Regions from separate parts of the Mus musculus genome. Here region 2 is linked to region 1. The links are chromatin contacts, called in public promoter capture Hi-C maps. All regions are on one chromosome and are shown on one strand. The core of a region is the stretch at or near the end of the contact, and the rest is flanking DNA. Distances in the headings are between cores, read along the strand shown. Region 1 overlaps Usp25 (ubiquitin specific peptidase 25). Region 2 holds the start of D16Ertd472e (DNA segment, Chr 16, ERATO Doi 472, expressed).

Region 1 (3,176 bases), core at 179-2,678:
TAATTGCAAAATAACCAACAGGCAAAAGAATGAAGAAGCAATTCCTGCCGCAGACTCATTCTAGCAGGGAGCTGAGGAGAGGGTGGTGGGAAGGCAACAACACAGCTTCACTGTGTGACGCCTTTATGTACATTATGAGACTAAGTGACTCTTCCAAGAGGCACCTTTAAGAGAGGCCACTGTCAGGCAAGTACACTGCTCACCAAAGGAACTGCAGTGAAGACTGAGGAAGTATTTACTGTGTGTCAAGAAACCTGCTAAGTGCTTCAACCCAAACACAGCAGGGATTTTACAACCTGGTGGCTATTCAGCCTGTATAACTAAGTATAGATTCTTGTTATGGTTTGGATCTAAAATGTAATTCACAGGCTCCTGAGTTGGAAGACCAGTACCCAGCTGATGGCAACATTGGGGAGGCTGAGTGACTTTCTCAGGAGTCAGGCTGTGTAAACTCAGGGAAGTGTGGACGGGGAGGGTCTCCCAGCTCTGCTTTCAGGTCTGCTGAGGTGTGAGCAGGCACCCTCACGCTCCTGCCACTGTGAATCCCCACCACGAGACAGCACTCGTAAACTGAGCCGAAACTGAGCCGAAACGAATCCACCCTCCTCTCTTGGCTTTTTAAAAGCTATGTGTGTGTGTGTGTGTGTGTGTGTCTGTGTGTGTCTGTGTATGTGTGTTTATGTGTACAGGAGTGCAGTGCCTGCAGAGGCCAGAAGAGGAGATCTGACCCAGTAGAGATGGAGAAAGCCAATAATGTGTTAGGAACCAAAATGCAGTCCTATGCAAGAGCAGCCAATGCTCATCGCCTTGAGCCACTTCTCCAGCCATCCCAAGTTCCACTTGTCAGGTATTTGGGCAGGGTTAAGGGAAGTAGCTAGTAGCATGTTCAGCTTACAGTGATGAAGTCAGTAGCTGTGGTTCCCAACACAAGGGACTTCTTGGTAAGAGAATCAATTCATTACTAAATCCCTTGAGAAATCAGAAAGGCTATCAGTTGGGGTTTAAATGTCCTATTTACTCTATCACCTAACTTGAAATGTAAGTTTGTGAAGAAGAAAAACCGCTTACACTTAAGGAATGTGGACAAGACTTAATTGATCTATATTTCTCAAATGTAAAACAGGGAGGGGGTCTCCTCCAAATGCACATAGCCAAGTGATGGGCTACACCCTCACCCTCACCCTCCACCCTCCATCCTCGGTGATCTCCTGGGAAAGGAGTGGGTTGGTCAGGTATTTATCAGAATGAAAGAAAGACGTGCTCCTAAGAACTGAGGGACTGCACAGTGCTGCTTCCTCCAATGACAAGATGCACAGCTCTGTATAAACTCCTGCCAGCATCCTTCTGGCAAACAGGACAAAGCAGCAGCTCCCACCAGAGCAGCAGACACAGCCTTAGTCAGGCACCGGCCGATGGCTGCTGTAGCTCCTGTTTCCAGCCTCTCCACACGCCGCTGTGTGATTTGGAGTGGGTTACTTAACGGTTTAGGTTTCGTCATTTTCAAAGTGGGGAAATGGAAGTATTTATCTCTTGGAAATATAAGACTAAATGAACAAACCCACATGAGGAACTGAAACGCAGGTTGTTGCTATCATTGGTGATATTTGCTCATAACCATCAAAAACTTTAAAATCGTAAACTATCTCTGGAAATTAAAGCTCTCTAGCTCAGAATCAGGGACCGTTTTGACTTTTTCTCTCATCGATGAGTTACAAAGGCTCCCATCTATGCCTGTGACTAAGGTGATAAAAATGTTCCATACAAATGAGCTCAAACTACAGTTCTATTTCAAGCATACACTTCATTGGCTTCATCCTTCTCCCTGTGAGCTAGCCACGGGATTTGACTCATCTGAGCAGCTCCATAAGGAAATGAGAGTGTATCTAGGATACAACCAAATGGCACGTTGGCTTTGATGCACACGCTACTGAAATTTGAGGTGGAATATCCTTACAGCATGCTTAACTAAATGAAGTTATCATGAGCAACATGATAGGTGAAAGCAATATATATTTCTCAGTCTCAGAAAGAAAAAGAGGTAAGCTGTGGGCCCTATTGCTTCTCTAATTTGTGTTCCTTCTTCACATTGTATTTTAACCCATACACTGAACCGCAGTCATATACTAAATCATGGTTGAAAAACATTATTCATGAGCACTGAAATTATGCCCTACCATTCTGCAGAAAAAGTATCTGCTATAGAGGGGCTACACACCACTCCAAGGTAGCAGGAATTACTTGTTTACAATTGCAACACACAAAATGAGGCTCTCGCTTTATAAGAGACTGCTTTCCCGTCTCTACAAATATATGGTTTAACTAATACAGTACACAAGAGAGAGAAAAGTACGCCGCAGATGTAAGCTGTAAGCTAAGGCCATACCTTCAGGGCTTGTTGGAGTATCTGGGCGTCATTAATCCCAGTAATTTCTCTCAGCTGATTCAAAAATGTCTGCTGGTGCTAGAGGGCAGAGAAGAAATCAGAATTATTACAGTAGAAACAATGAACCTATTTTGTTTTTCTTTTTTAAGAAAAAGAGAAAAAGAAAGAGGAGAGAAGAGAAGAGGTAAGCCTTGGAAGACACAGAATAAAAACACCACTCTTTTGAACAAGGAAAGACACCACATATCAGGGAGCCCTGCCGCAACTCTGACGTTTCTCTACAGCTGCCTTCTTTAAGACAGGGCATTACTATGTAGCCCTGGTTGACCTGGAACTCGGTGAAGATCAGGGCAGACCTTGAACTCCCAGGCATCCACCTGGGATTAGAGGTGAGTGCCACCACGCCTGGACTCTCGTTTTTCATTCCCAGCTTCCAGAGTTTCCCAAGCAGCTTCCGAGCTCACAGTTTTCAACCTGTCTTCATCGTCTCAGATCATGCCTCTGCAAGAATCTGAACCTGTTTGAGCTGGGCGCACTCCTGGGATGGTTAGGAGATGTGCGTGTATGTCACAGGCTGCCTATGAAACCAGCGAGTACATCTCAGGGTCCAAGGATGCAGCCAATGACAAGAAGACCCCCTGATCCTCCAACCTCACTGCCATAAAACAGCCTCAGTAGAACTGGTTTGGTCCACTTCAGTCACTTCCCTCCACAGTGTGTGAGACTAGGGAATTTCATAACCTGGACGGCACAAGATTCTACTACCAGTGCTTGCAAAGATCTTCAATCAGCA
Region 2 (3,176 bases), core at 505-3,004, 1.5 Mb before region 1:
ACATAAGGACTTTGGAAGAAGGAAGAATCATTCTTCTTTGCCTGCTTGCACTTACTTGCCAGCACATCTGTTGAAACCTACTTCTACAGAAGGCAAGCTGAAACAACTAGCCTTGTGGGACCGAACAAATACTAGATTCCTGGACTTCCCATTCACAGCTGACCATTGTTGGGTTAGTTGGACTACAGACTGTAAGTCATCACAATATATACATTCCATAAGTTCTGTCACTCTAGAGAACCCTGACTAACACACCAGGAGAAAACAAACAAACTTAACACATTTACTGCAACATGGGAGCTGGAGACAGGGAGATCATGAGAAGCCCACTGGCCCACTAGCCTACACTACACACCTATGAACAGCAATGAGGCCCTTTCTCAAACAAGATTTAAAAAAAAAAAATGAGGACAGACATCTGAAGTTGTCCTCTGAGCTCCACACACATGCCAGGATATGATCATGCACACATCATACACACCACATATACAAACATACACATACAAATATAAACTTTGTAAAAATCACTTTAATTAAATAAATGAGTAGAATCCAAAATGCAAGATATTTAACACACCCCAAATTTTAATATGCATAGGGGGCAGGGACCTATAAAATATTCATTATTATTATTAATGGGGGGGCGTGTCCTGGTGACTGTGGGACACTCTTGGAGGACAGCTTTGTGGAGTTAGTACTTCCGTTCCACTGGGAATGGAGCTCAGGTTGCCAGGTTTGCCATAGCAAACACTCCCCCTCCCCCATCCCACCTCATGCCACCCCCGCTGAGGCACCTCAGGTCCATGGATCTGGGGGTCTTTTTCAGAGCAAGGTATTGATTTCTGGATTCTGCATTTGTAAAAACGCCACATGGGGTCTTTGAGTCATCCACCACACTTCGGTAGCATGGGCACAGATGACTTTTTTGAGTCCTTGATTAGTGGCTTTACCTCCGCAGCCTTGAGTTCAAGCTCCAGTTTTTGTTTCTAAGAAACTGCGATAAAGGGTTAGTCACCACTAAACTGCAAGAGCCGAGTTTCCTGTTTCTCTTCTGTGGACTGTTGAGAAAGACTAGCATAGCAAACGTAACTGAAAGTATTGCGTAGACTTGTGGCCTAGGCAAGGCTTAAGGAGTCAAGCAGATGATGAAAGTACATTTACATACTAAAAAAAAAAAAAGTTTAGGAAAGGGGTAGACTTAAAAACAAGAGGCGGAGCCTCGGGAATGTTTTCCGTGGATGTGCATGGGAGGTACCACATCGTGATACATAATTCGAAGAAAAGATGCTCTGCTTCTAGAATTATACCTAAATCGGGATATCTGAATTATCAACTTTTATCTCATTCAGAAAGTCAACCAACATGAAACAGGAGTTCAAGGATAATACTTGGTTCAGGCTCCTGGTTTTGAAGCAATACACTCCCCACGCGTGTGTGCCTTTCTCCTCCTCCACCCCTCAGGCTTAGCCGTGGGCCCATTCCTGCAATCCGCAAGTGGCTGGAGTTTTCAGGGGCTGCAGGGAGGCGGGCCGGACGGGTCCATGTGCGCCACGCGGAGGGGAGCGAGATGCTCTCCGCGGAGGCGCAAGAGGATGCGCACGGGGGCGCGGGGCGGCGCGGGGCGGGCGGAGGGCGGCTACACTCCCTGCGCTAGGGTGGCCACGTGGGGCCCTGGGGCTGTGGGCTGGCCCGGCCGCTCTCCCCGTGGGCGGCTCGGGGTGGCGCAGGCGGCCCGGGCGGGGCGGAGCGCGCTGCTGTCTGCGCTGCGGCGCCGGCGGAAACAATAGTGCGGATCGGATCGTGGCGCGCGGACGGTGGCCCGCGGAGCCGGACGGTAGAGGTCCTTCTCTGAGCCGCTCTGGTGCTCAGGACCAGTGCCGGGACGGACGGACAGACGAGACGGATCCCACGCCGTGCCGGACGCCCACGATCCTCGAGTGGCGTCCCCGGGACCCTCCGGTCCGTGGCTGAAGAGTCTCCGACGTGAGCCGATCCTTCCCGGGTGTCCCAGTCCCCACGTGCGTCTTGCCGCGGCGGAGCCGGGGAGCCGGGTAACCGAGTTAGCGGGACGCCTCCAGACGCTCACCCAGAAGTTGGCAAAGCCGCGTCCCAGCGGCTCCTTCTGGCCACAGCGACCGACCCGAAGTTGGTTGACAGGCCGGGTGTCTGCCGGCGCGACCCGGGAGGCGGGTGTCTCCTGTGGGCAGCCCTTTTGCTTTTTCGCAGTAAAACTGTGATACTGTAACTCCAGGTATGGCGATGCTTGCCTGACAGGGCTGTTGCAAACGCCTCCTTTTTCGGTTTTTGGGGGGGTTTTTGGTCGGTTACTGCAGGCCATAAGCAAGTTTTTGCCGTTGTGTAACTTGCTCCTTTCTCTTTCCTCATAGGGGCACTATGAACGAAGAGGAGCAGTTTGTAAGCATTGACTTGAATGATGACAACATTTGCAGTGTTTGTAAACTGGGAACAGACAAAGACACGCTCTCCTTCTGCCACATTTGCTTCGAGCTAAATCTCGAGGGTAAGGATTCTGCGGTTTTAACTGCGTGCCGCGTACTACTTTGTGCAACTTAGGCTGAGATGTTTGGAGGTAACACTGCAACTGCTTGAAAGCCTAGAGATTGTCCTAAGTGAAGATCTGCTAAGGGTTTCTGGAAATGAAGCCAGAGTTAACAATAGTTATGAGTCGAGGGAAATGTTTGTCTTTATAACAGAATGTTAAGCTCCTTTTAACTAATATGAAATGAAGTGCAGGTATTGTCTGATAAACATTTAAGAATCAACATGACCGTACACGTGGGCAGATATAATTTTACTCCTTTCTGCCAAACTTAGTCTCTATTTTTCCCATCATGTGGTGAATTTTAACTAACTTTTATTTTTTTAAGTTGTTTATATCAGATTTTAAATAACTTCCTTTAATATTAATAATCTTTTTAAAAAAGGACTTTTCAATTCTTTCGATGCCAGTACCATTGTGAGAATGTGTAAAAGAAATGCTTGAGAAATTAAACCTTTTGCTGAAGGTTGTGTTGGGTACACAGATAACTGGGTCCTAGATGTTTCCAGGAAACATGGGCTGTGAGCTTTCTATTTGCACTGTCACAGTGAAACCCCAAGTCTTTTGGGGTATCTATGAGTCACACTGAAGAAGAATCTTAAAATTTCCCCCAAAA

What was found. Promoter capture Hi-C pulls out the DNA fragments that hold promoters and counts their contacts.
Region 2: a promoter capture Hi-C map of hippocampal neurons shows a contact between it and region 1, with 4 times the contacts expected there. The contact joins the promoter of D16Ertd472e here to the enhancer-like site in region 1. A contact is called at or near these places in 7 of 39 promoter capture datasets (the 3T3-L1 cell line, the C10 cell line, the HPC-7 cell line and 3 more), 4 of 115 datasets of contacts at active chromatin or transcription factors (astrocytes, fibro-adipogenic progenitors, large pre-B cells and 1 more) and 1 of 9 other capture datasets (liver).

What each region holds. Positions count from the first base shown.
Region 1 is chr16:77,033,188-77,036,363 of GRCm38.p6, reverse strand. Usp25 (ubiquitin specific peptidase 25) reads right to left here. Exons shown (of 24, transcript NM_013918.2): 2 at 2,384-2,461. Among named protein-coding and RNA genes, the nearest start is that of Usp25, 21 kb to the right of the region's middle. Within about 2 kb of position 1,428, at least 51 of the 459 cell types and tissues checked have an H3K27ac peak or open chromatin away from gene starts, as enhancers often do. A contact at or near this core is called in hippocampal neurons and neutrophils, where this site is marked.
Region 2 is chr16:78,575,266-78,578,441 of GRCm38.p6, reverse strand. It overlaps D16Ertd472e (DNA segment, Chr 16, ERATO Doi 472, expressed), which reads left to right and starts at 1,754. Exons shown (of 5, transcript NM_001252439.1): 1 at 1,754-2,018; 2 at 2,388-2,521. The coding sequence starts at 2,395.